Regions from separate parts of the Mus musculus genome. Here regions 2, 3 and 4 are each linked to region 1. Evidence: chromatin contacts called from public Hi-C, promoter capture Hi-C and targeted proximity ligation data. All regions are on one chromosome and are shown on one strand. The core of a region is the stretch at or near the end of the contact, and the rest is flanking DNA. Distances in the headings are between cores, read along the strand shown. Region 1 holds the start of Atad1 (ATPase family, AAA domain containing 1). Region 2 overlaps Gm41835 (a long non-coding RNA gene). Region 3 has its middle 28 kb from the start of 2700046G09Rik. Region 4 overlaps Gm36914 (a long non-coding RNA gene).

The links. Promoter capture Hi-C pulls out the DNA fragments that hold promoters and counts their contacts. A called contact is a pair of places that touch in the nucleus more often than the background predicts.
Region 2: a contact with region 1 is called in a Hi-C map of uterus, with 5 times the contacts expected there. A contact is called at or near these places in 6 of 39 promoter capture datasets (the 3T3-L1 cell line, the C10 cell line, cranial neural crest and 2 more), 6 of 484 Hi-C or Micro-C datasets (bone marrow-derived macrophages, double positive thymocytes, embryonic stem cells and 3 more), 17 of 130 datasets of targeted methods (the SCID.adh cell line, astrocytes, bone marrow-derived macrophages and 9 more) and 1 of 9 other capture datasets (embryonic stem cells).
Region 3: a targeted proximity ligation map of pancreatic cancer cells shows a contact between it and region 1. A contact is called at or near these places in 4 of 39 promoter capture datasets (hippocampal neurons, liver and pre-B cells) and 2 of 130 datasets of targeted methods (memory CD8 T cells and pancreatic cancer cells).
Region 4: a promoter capture Hi-C map of liver shows a contact between it and region 1. A contact is called at or near these places in 3 of 39 promoter capture datasets (the 3T3-L1 cell line, the C10 cell line and liver), 6 of 484 Hi-C or Micro-C datasets (cumulus cells, double positive thymocytes, embryonic stem cells and 2 more) and 13 of 130 datasets of targeted methods (DN3 thymocytes, bone marrow-derived macrophages, double positive thymocytes and 8 more).

The regions. Positions count from the first base shown.
Region 1 is chr19:32,710,952-32,713,694 of GRCm38.p6, forward strand. It overlaps Atad1 (ATPase family, AAA domain containing 1), which reads right to left and starts at 1,347. Exons shown (of 10, transcript NM_026487.3): 1 at 1,315-1,347.
Region 2 is chr19:33,064,669-33,067,411 of GRCm38.p6, forward strand. The region is part of intron 2 of Gm41835 (a long non-coding RNA gene); the gene reads right to left. Among named protein-coding and RNA genes, the nearest start is that of Gm41835, 9.0 kb to the right of the region's middle.
Region 3 is chr19:32,415,595-32,418,337 of GRCm38.p6, forward strand. No RefSeq gene overlaps it. Among named protein-coding and RNA genes, the nearest start is that of 2700046G09Rik, 28 kb to the left of the region's middle.
Region 4 is chr19:32,973,519-32,976,261 of GRCm38.p6, forward strand. Gm36914 (a long non-coding RNA gene) reads left to right here. Exons shown (of 4, transcript XR_877816.2): 3 at 1,827-1,930; 4 at 2,036-2,105. Gm36860 (a long non-coding RNA gene) reads right to left here. Exons shown (of 3, transcript XR_877814.3): 2 at 1-1,870. Among named protein-coding and RNA genes, the nearest start is that of Gm36860, 5.5 kb to the right of the region's middle.

The DNA of each region.
Region 1 (2,743 bases), core at 97-2,596:
AGACAAATCTCTTGCTTACATATCTTCCCATTCCAATATTAACATTGACTCTAGGCAGATTTAAGACTACTCTGGGTCTAGGCAGAGGTTGATGGTGGTAGCAGCAGCTAAATTTGAGTGAAGAGGTAGCCCACAGAATGGGAGGATATCTTTGTCAACTGACTGACTGAGGATTAATATCCAGAATATATAAAGAACTCCAAAAACTGTGGCTGACACCTTTAATCTTGGCACCTGGGACGTAGAGGCAAGCAGATCTCCAAATTGGAGACCAGCCTGGTCTTCAGAGTTCCAGGACAGCCAGGGCTACGCAGAGAAGACTTATCTCAAAAAACAAAAAAACAAAACCAAAAACAAAACAAAAAAAAAAAAGACCACTGCTCATCATATCCAAAAGTGACTTCGAAATCCTGAAATGAAACGGAAACGTTCTGCTGTGTGGACAGTGAATGGAAATATTTTATACAGTCTCCACAGATGAGGTACATACCCATCTATCATTCATAAAGCACTGATATATCTGCAAATTGGCTGCAAATGTGGAGAATGTATTTCAATTTTGCATAGACGCTAATTTTAACAAAATATACACATTGCTGTATATCACTAAGAAACACCACTAGACCGGTGTTAATTCAGAATTATCTTTAAACGCATATCATTTTAAATCTTTTCCTGTTTAGCTCTGGTTTCAGTGTGGATACCCTATCTCTGAGCAACTACTAACGTTTTTACTGCAGTATTCCCTAAGTCACTGCAGTGTGCTCCAAATGGTCTCTCAACTCAAAGTCCCAGCAATTCTGTGCCTATCAAGGCCCTACAGTCGCAGACTGTGACAATGAATTCCTGCCAGGCTTCGCGGAGAGGGCAGGTCATTATTAACATCAGCATGTTCTGGGAAAGCATGGCCAGCACTGAAGAAACACCTCCGCCTTTGCACAAAGAGGGAGGAGGAGAGGGGCCGGCACGAGCGGACCGGCTCCTTCCAGCCGCCTTCTTACAAGCCTAGCCCTGAGGTCGCCCTGAGCGCCCCCGATCCTCCAATGACCAGGCCGCCTACAAGAGATGTCCTTGCGGGCAGCCGGAGTCTCCCGCCAGCGCTGAGACCTGAGGGCTCGCGCCCGGCCGGGCGCCAAGGCGAGGCCCCGGACGCCCTTGGAGGTTAATCCGCTGGATCCGGGGCGGCGCTCAAGTGTGACCGACGCGGAGGCAGGTGACTACCGGGCTGGTCTCCCCAGGTGAGCGCCAGGCCCTGGGGGACCGGGAGGGATGGGGGACGCACCTGGCCCGGCCCCGCGGGAACCCGCTACTCACCCAGAGGCAGGACCAGAGACGATGGGAGAGCCGTAGCCCGGCCTCGCACAGGAAAGAAACGCGGCCGGGGAGAGAACGCTTCCGGGGGCTGGAGCCCCGCCCCCCACCGCACGGAGCATGCGCGATCCCTGCCGAGCCGGTGGCGTGCCAGCCAAGGCATGGCGACGCAGTGCGGGGCGAGCTACTTTCCCCAACCTACACCTTAGTACCCGCTGGGCCGATAACATTCAGAAAGGTAGATAGGATGAACAGGGTGCTCCCCAAAGGGCTCTGAGTTCAACTTGAGAGACTCAGAAACTGAATTGGGAAAGACGCTTGACACATGAAATCCCTTGCTACTCTGGAGCTGTACGCAACCCTGACAGAGGAGCCTTTTACAGAAGGCAAAGAAATGCTTCCCTGGTTTGATAAACTTCCACCACCACCACCACCCCCCATCCCCGCAGCAAGTCCTCATGATGCTGCTCAGACGCGCATGGCCTCACCATCTGCCTTTCGGTTTCTAGGGTGAGCTCACCCTCCTCCCCCATCTCTGTACTGATGACACCTGGAGGCGGCGCCTGAGAATCCACTGAACGCTTGAGCAGCCAGGCAGACCAGGGAGGTCTGGCAGTTGGGTCAGAATAGGGCATCTGGTGACAGGTTTTGCATATTGATGACTTTTTTTTTTAACCCCTTCCTCTTGCGAAGTGAGGGACGTGACACCAAGATTCCAAGGAACCGTATCTGAAAGCCAGCCCCTTCTGAATGTATATACACTACTAAGGAACAAGAATAAGTAGACACACTGCCCATAAACAAAAGGAGCATCATCACTTCAAATAAAGGCAGTGGGACTATGAAGGAATAAGACAGACTTCTTAAGACCTTTTTATATTCCTGGAGGAGGCAGTTTGTTTCGCTCTGTTTTCAGGATTATCTTTTAAGGCTAAAGAATTCTACAGCCAAGCTGGGATTGGTGTCACATGCCTGTTTTCCTAGCATTTGGGGTGGCTATGCAAGGAGGATTGCTTTATACCCTGGACCACATAAGTAACACACTGCTTCCTCCCTCTGCTGACAGTTATATTAGTAAATGATGTTGTTAATAGCTGTGGAGAGACACAGCCCAGAAGTGCTGCCAGAGCCTGGAAAGTTCCTTGTTAAAGGACTTTACTGGAGTTCGATAGAAGAACACAATAGATGGAATGAATCAATATTAAAAAGAGTTTGGTTTTTTTGTTTTAATTTTAGACTGGTTTACCCAGCACAGTCTTGAATGGTCCAACAATGGCTGTCCTGGTAGCTTCGCAGTGCTGGAGGTAACATGCCTCAGCAGTCCAACAAGACCACAAGGCTTTAAGGATTCCTGGAGAGCCACGACTAGTCTTTAGTCTGTGGAAGAACCTGGATTCTGATCTCAGTGGATGAGGCCAGAGGCAGCAACATC
Region 2 (2,743 bases), core at 148-2,647, 350 kb after region 1:
GAAGCCTTTGACCTTCAACCGGAAGAACCTGTCTAAGCTCTTACAATATGATTGCTCTGTGCCTTCTGTTTTGCCCAGAGAACGAATTTAGTCTTTGTTTTCATGCATACTTGTCTGATGAGTTAAATGGACAACTGAGCACTTCCCATCTTATCTGTGAAACAAATTCTAAAATTCTAAAAGCCTTTAGAATTTGTCCTATTCATGGCTAACTGGGATCTTGTCTTAGTTCTGAAAATTCTCCAGTTGTTTTTGTTTGTTTGTTTGTTTGTTTTTCAGATCTACATTGTAAAACTATTTAACCAATCTAAGAACTCATTCTATTCATTTGCTTATAAATATATTTATTCATTTACTCAATATATTTATTCAAAGCCTTCTGTCTTACAAGCTAGAGTCTTGATTTCTTTTTCTTTCTTTCCCTTTTTCCCCCTGGCTTTCTCATACATATCATTGTGGACGTCATGCTTTTCACTATGATAATTAAGATATCAGAAGGTTTTTGTTGTTGTTTTTTTTTTCCTGATATAAACACATGGTACTCAAACGAGCCATCTTAAGGCACGAGAAGTAACAGAGTTACAGAACAGTTCTTTTGGCTCTCTAGGTGGAATGCCAGCCTTTGATAGTTGGCACATGCCTTGCACAAAAGACCCGAATTTGGGTATTTGAGTGTCAGCTGGATCAAGTTAATCCTGTTCTGTTTTTTTAAACAGTTCCTGCTGTTTACGCAGTAGAAGCAGAACTAAACAGCACCAGATCCTGCAAAGGCACGACTCAGAAGAACAAGGGACACAACGGAGGGCTCTTAATGTAAAGAAACATTTTGACTTTGCCGGTCCGTCATCTCCCTAGCTCTCAGCCCGCCCTCACCCTGGACCCCGCCCTGCTGGAATGGGTGGTGGACTAGCCTTGGCTGGCAGGGATGCTTTTGAGTTCCAGGATTCTTCTAAACTGTGCTTGCTGTAAATGATTTTTATGCTAACATTGCATTGAAGTCCTTTTTTGGCAAATGCATCGCCATATAAGATTAAAAATAATTTGGAGGGCAGAATTTCTACCAGGAATTGATCAAACAATGTACTGTCGTGAACTGGTTCCAAATTCCTAATGCATCTGCTTTATACAGTCCCTGCTTTATAGAGCTACAATCCCCTGTTTGTCCGAGTTCAGTCTGCTTGTATGCTGGAAGAATCACACCCCTTTATTTCTGGCCTGGAGGGCTTCTTTCCAAGTTTTGGGAAAAAAAATCTCTCAAATAAGAAGTCACAGAAGCTTTAAATAATACGGTTGTTGCAAGCATCCTTGTTGAACATTTAGCGAACTATCCCGTTGCCTTTCCTGATCAAGGCAGATGTAAAACAGCCGCCTCCACACTTCTGCCAGAGCGGCCATCTTGAGTTCAGACGCCTTTTCCGAGAGTTTCTCTTGAAAGTCCCCAATTGAATACATCTGGTTCCCAGCAGAAACCGGATGTCTTGTTTGTTTGTTTAATTATTTTTATCTGAGGTTGCATCACTATCCAGTGGGTCTTTTTTGTAGAGAGTTTTAGGCTCATCTGGATGCTGTGCTTGGCCGTACTCTATGATCCTAGACTTTTTTTTTTTTTTTTTTTTCCTTTTCTTCTGGGATTGACTGTGCCTACTTTAGGGTTTAGTATTTATTTTATTTTTGATACTGGATTTTTATATTCGTAGGTCACTTTAATGTGCAAGAAGCAAAATCTTAAGCAGAACTTTCTTCAAGAAAAGCGAGATTCATTGGCTTTCATAAATTGAGTAGAGGGAGAGCTGCCGCATTCAGAGTTCAAAGGGATTGCAGGACTCTGTGTTTGTTTCTTGGCCCCATTTCCTGATGGTGGTAGTTTGGCCTCGTACATCACAGGCAATAGTGTACTACATTCTCTCAGTTTCAGGTCTTGCCAGAACTGAGTTTGCTTCCCAAGGTATTCAGTAAGAACATGAACATAACCGTCACTGGGCGGAATTTCTTCACATTACCTGTTTCTGAGAGTGATCGTTGTAGCTTGGCATCTGGAAGTGAGTGTAAACAACCATGCATACAACTGGGAAGATGCACCCATCTCGGTCCTTTGCTACATAATCAGTTGGGCAATCATAATTCCCCTTTCTCTTTCATTCACCCTATATAAGGCCCAGGTTTGGGTTGAAGGGAGATCTGACTTGTAACGTCATTTATAATACAGGTGTCCGGGTCTAAACGAACAAACATCGCAGAGATAGGGGTGATATTTTCATACTCATTGGCATTGGTTTTTTTTTTTTTCTGTTTAGCTGTATGGAATTTGTTCTGCTCACTTTAAAAAAATATTTTATGTGCTTTTGTGTTTTGCCTGCATGTATGTCTTGAACCACATACACGCCTAGTACCTGTGAGGCATTGGATCCCCTGGGACTGGAGTTCCAGATGACTGTGGGTGCTCAGAAGTGAACCGCTGGTGCTCTTACCATCTGAGCCTTCTCTCTAGCCCCTCTGTTCGGTTTTATCTTTCACTGTTACCTTTGTTTTTCTTTTTCCTTTACCCACTATGTAACCCATCAAATGCTTTCTCAGGAACTCAATGAGTCTATGACGAAGTATGTCTATCTCCAGGAAACTCTGCTTCTGGTCATCCATTGACTGGAATCAGCAGAGAAGGCGAAGGTACTAGAGCTACTTTGCTGACATAGATGGGGATTCCCAGGAAGGCTGCAGGGTACATAACAGTGTAATCCAGACGCTA
Region 3 (2,743 bases), core at 62-2,561, 300 kb before region 1:
GATGTTTCTGTTCTTATGTCTTTCCAAACAGATCCTTGCACATCACTATTGTGCTAATTGCAACAGTGAGGGAAAAGAATTAGCCTGGGTGTCCAAGACACCTTAGTGAGTTCATGAAAACCTGGTGCATGTATGCAGTGGAGTTTAATTCAGCAATAAAGAAAAATGAAGTTGGAAACATTTGCCGGAAATGGATGAATCTGGAATTACGTGACACGAAGGATTCGTATCTTGGGGAAATCGATACAGCACGTTCTCTCTTCATGTAAACTGTACCTTACATGCTTATTAAGATGAGCATTAAGTCCTAAAGCCAGAATGAGAACTACAAGAAGGGAAAAAGAGGTCTGGGGTAGTTGTGGTGGGGAGACAAATGGAAAAGATGAAACACAGGGGAGTTGAGGAGGGCACCTCACGAGGGAAACAGATCAGTGCCTTGCTCAGCCATCATCGGAGATGCTTCCGCTGCAGCAGATGGGAACAAACACAGAGACCCACAGCCAGACAACATGCAGAGAGTGAGAGATCTTGGAACTCTCAGCCCTAAATCGGACTGCTTCCATCAAAGCTCCCTTCCCTTATGGCGCAGAGAACCTTACAGAAGAGGCAGGCAAGGGTGTAAGAACCAGAGGGTAGGAAGGACACCAAAGTATGAAGGTTTGTTATGGTAGATGCACACATGAACTTAGGCAGCACGCACAGGGCTTGCACGGGTCTGTACCAGATGAGGCCCTATTGCTCAGAGGGGAAGTGAACATCCCCCATCCCTAAGCCAAAAGCTATCTCCAACTGTGGACCACTTGCAAATGAAAATTTAATTTCCTCCAAGGGAGTCTCACTGGGGAAACAAACTAATTTTTTTTAAAGATTTATTTATTTTATTTTATTATATGTGAGTACACTGTAGCTGTCTTCAGATGCACCAGGAGAGGGCGTCAGATCTCATTATGGGTGGTTGTGAGCCACCATGTGGTTGCTGGGATTTGAACTCAGGACCTTCGGAAGAGCAGTTGGTGCTCTTAACCACTGAGCCATCTCTCCAGCCCAACAAACTACTCTTAAGGGTAGGTATAGGCTTAGATTTTTAAAAAACCTACTTTTAGTAAGCGTTCTCAAATGCTTCACACACACACACACACCATCCAAAGGTAGGAGAGAAAAGATAATAAATGGAACAAGGCCATGTGGACCTGCTTAGATGCAATTCTTTGGAGGGATTCCAATACCAGCAGTCCAGTCCAGTAGTGTCAGGATACCAAACATGAATCAGCAGTGGTGTATAATCTAGCAGAAACAGCCAGACCTCCATGCAATTGGCATGAGTCACAGATAGCAACCAGGACCTGACGAGACGCCAGGAGACGTTCTCTACTGTGCCTCTCTCAACACAGTGAAGATCAGTGAAGACAGAGACACAAGATCAATGAAGCATTGCAAGGCTACCTATGCAAGTGCCCCATCATTGTCCGTTGAGTCCTATTTATACTCTCCAAAATCACGTGCCCTCCCATGGGTTTTCCTCAGCAAGATCCCTTGTGAGGTTGCATCACATGATACAACCAGAATCTTCCACCTCAGGTGGCTCCACGCCCAGCAGTAGATGGCCAACAGAAAAATGAACTCAAGGGTGTCTTTGGAGGCTCCTTGTCTTACAATGTAAACATCTTGTCAGGCTTTTCCTTTTCTAAAAAAAGACTAATCTTATTATTTTTATTTTATTTATATTTATTTATGCATATTTTCTTTCCTCTTTTTTTTCCCCTTTTCCCTTTGTGTATTTTTTATGGCTTCCACTTAATGTTTTTACGGGATTTCAGAGTGTGCCAATAAGTGGATCTCTGCATCTATGTCTGTTTCTTATGCCTTCTGTTGGGCACTTTTTCTTCTATTTGTTTATCTTGTCTGATTCCACTGTGTTAGCTTCTGTTTTATCTAATTATATTATTATCCTTTTAAAAAAAAAGATTTATTTATTGTTATATGTAAGTACACTGTAGCTGTCTTCAGACACTCCAGAAGAAGGAGTCAGATCTCATTACAGATGGTTGTAAGCCACCATGTGGTTGCTGGGATTTGAACTCAGGACCTTCGGAAGAGCAGTCAGTGCTCTTAACCGCTGAGCCATCTCTCCAGCCCTTATTATCCTTTAGAAGCCTATTTGTTTTCTAATGAGAGACAGAAAGGGAGCTGACCTGGATGGGAGGGGAGGTGGGCAGGAACTGGGAGGAGTAGAAGGAAGGGAAACCAAAATCAGCACATATAATGTGAGGGGGGCAGAAACCTGTTTTCAATGAAAGGAAAAGGAGTAAAATCATATTGGATCTGACACACACACACACACCCAGCATAGCTGCAGCCATGTTGCTCCATGCTGCCAGCTATTTCATACTGTTGCTGTAATATGCCTGTCAGTCATTGGCACAGAAAAATAACTTGACTCAGAGCAGGGTCATGCTGACCATACACCCTGTTACGTTCTATACACTACGAGGTCTGCTAATCTTAAGAAATTGCACAGCCATAAACTTTACTCAGGACCCATCAAATTAAAGGTCAATATGAACTGTTATGTCTGAAATGGCTTAAGTCAGGGCTGACCAACAGGCAGCCCTTCTAGCGCCTACATATGAACTCATTGTGGTTTTTGTAGTGTTAGTCTTTCTAAGCTAACCTGGAAAAATGTCCAGCATGCAGCTTTCAACTCTGGAGCCTGAGCTGTTGCCCTGGTCGATCAGTCTTGGGG
Region 4 (2,743 bases), core at 158-2,657, 260 kb after region 1:
TGTTAACAAAAACTTTGGTTTTTCCTTTGAAACAATGCTTCAAAGAGGCTGTCATGTTATCCTTATTCCTGTAAATCAACAACTGACAACTTTGTATGAGTGTGAGTTTGTGTGTGTGTGTTTTGGGTGAGGGTGAAAGGGATAGATGAGGTCTAAGTCAAACTGAGAAATAAGAATTTCAGACTCTTATCTGCCTCTGTTAAGACCCTCATTTTAGCAGATCAGTTATTCTGACTTATCATAAGAATTTAAAAGACAAAAACAAAACATTACAGTTTCGAAACCCTACAATCCAGCTAAGAACTAATAAGAAACCTGGTGAATGAGAAATAAAATACTGATAGAAATAAGAGGTACAGTTTTTATGTCTTAGTTTATTATTTTAAAAACCATGAATGGCAGAGGATGTTGTGAAAGCATTTGGGAAGCAAGCCTAGGGAATAAGTTGGGGAGCAGAAGGTGAGACTGGGAAGCCAGTTCCCACTGTGGTCTCACTGGATACTCCTGAAAGGAGTAGAACACACCTCGGGCTTATCGAAGAGCTAGGAAGCTGGCTTGTTACTGTCTCTCATGTCTACTTCTGAGGGATAAACTTGCACCTTGCTTTGTGCTCAGACTCACTGCACTTTGATGCCAGAGAGGCTCAGGGCTCCTGGAAGTGGCTATCTGTGGATTTGGATGAGTGCTGAAGCAGTGGGGGAGAGGGGAAATGTGGGGAGAAGAGTTTGCAGTACCAATTACGAATCCTCAAGTGTTCTTGCATTTGCTCATAAGAACCGGACTCCGGATTTACAATAAAATGTGCGCAACACAAACCTACAGATTGAGTTAGGTAACTGGTTCTCAGCTGGGTGTAATTTAGTCTCTTCCCTTGGAGAATAGTTTGTCAGTGTCTGAAATTGGTTTTAGCTGTCATAAGTGGGAGGGTGAGAGTTCTGGTGTCTAGTGGGCAGGGACCCAATTACCCCTAAACTAATAACTAGACTAAAATTTCAACAGCGCTGAGGGTTTGATTCTCTAGGTTAGGGTTATTAAAAATTTCAGATAACACAAAGGTTCAGAGAACCTTTCTTTGGCTTATAAAGCCAGTACAAGGCCAAGATTGAACTAGACTTCTATTTCCAAAGCTTGTGTCTTCTAGAGATCAAGATACCGAAAAATAGAACAACTCACAACAAACAAACATCCCCAGATCTATACTGGCCATACCTCCTGGCCCAGAACTTCAAAGGCTTCTGAAACTGGGTGAAGCTGGCTGGAGCTGGCTGGGGCTGGCTGGGGCTGGCTGGGGCTGGCTGGGGCTGGCTGGGGCTGGCTGGGGCTTGGGGGAGGTGGAGAATGAGAACCTTTCCCATCCTCTTCTGGCCTTGCTCTCTCCTGGGCAAGTTGGGGCAGGTTCCCTGGGCACAAATCCCAGATTTGCATACCAGGCCTGGCTAGGTGCCCTTAGCTGGAAGCTCCAACTCCTTTGCAATGTACACGGTTGTCCTTCTTCAGCCAAGGTTGGCTGGTGGTTCTTTGTGGAATGGCAGCGCCCCACATTCCCCCAGGCTTGGGATGGTCTCTGGCAAGCTAGTGGAGTGAAGAGTTACAGGTGGTGCAGACATGGTTTGGAAGGAATCCCAGCTGGGGCAGCACCAAGAACCTTCTGATCGCTAACCAGATAACTGCGGTGGCTTGCAGACTCCCAGGAACCTCCCCTACTCTAGGAAACTAGCTTCAAGGGCAACACGGGCTTCTGAGAAGCCAGAAGAAGCTCAAAAGTGGAAACTCCTCTGTCAGCTTTGCCTTCTCAGCTTATAATTTTTTTTTCTTTTTCCCGAAAGCACCGAGTTCTCCGTTGCCATGTCCCTTAAGATGGGGAGTCAGCCTAGGAATGAACAGAGAAGTGGAACTCAGGATACAAAGACAGTCACAACCGGAAGACAAGGTGCAAATACTGATGGGGCTCTGAGCTTAGCTGTTTGTTTTGGGGGGGTTGATGGACACTTTGGGTTAGGTTTTTTTTTTTTTTTTTTTTTTTTTTTTTGCACAGGCAAAACCTAGGCTCCTTTGAATGCCCTCGGCTCTGCAGTGTCCTGGTCTTCTGGTTTCCAGACTCACATCTTGCCTCAGGGGGATTGACAGCTATCCCACATGCTGTTTCTGATCTGTTTAATCAAACTTTCATTTGATGTTGGTTGGAATTTCACATGTGGACCAAATACAAAGAAATTAAGTGATTCCAGCAGCTTGAATCTAAGGGAAGCATTAATCTTTGATATCAAATAATCTGTTTCCAGGGGCACTGGGTAAAAGCTGGTTCATTTGTTCATTCATTACTTCATTCCCCCCTCACCCCCATGTGGCAAGCAATTACTAAGGACTACCCTGCTCAAAGCTTTTCATAGGTATTGTGAGGGTCATTAAGGGAAGTGCAAAGAAGCTTAAGATCTAATGAGGGAAAGAGATGATCTAGCCCACCTTGCAGGACAGAAGTTGGCATACTGCAGAAACTCACTTCTGGGCTATGAAATGATTCTGGCATAGAGAAGAGGGAACAATATGTGGTATAATCTAAGAAAGTGTACCACGGTAGAGGAAGAGAAAAATGGTATTTTATTGAGGAGCAGGTATGGAAAAACATACCGACCAAGTAGGCTCGGTTCTTAAAAAAATTTTTAAAATTATCATCTTGTCCTATTTTTATACTGTCCTGTTCTTAGAATAGTTAACTTTTTGTATTAAATAATATCAAGACATA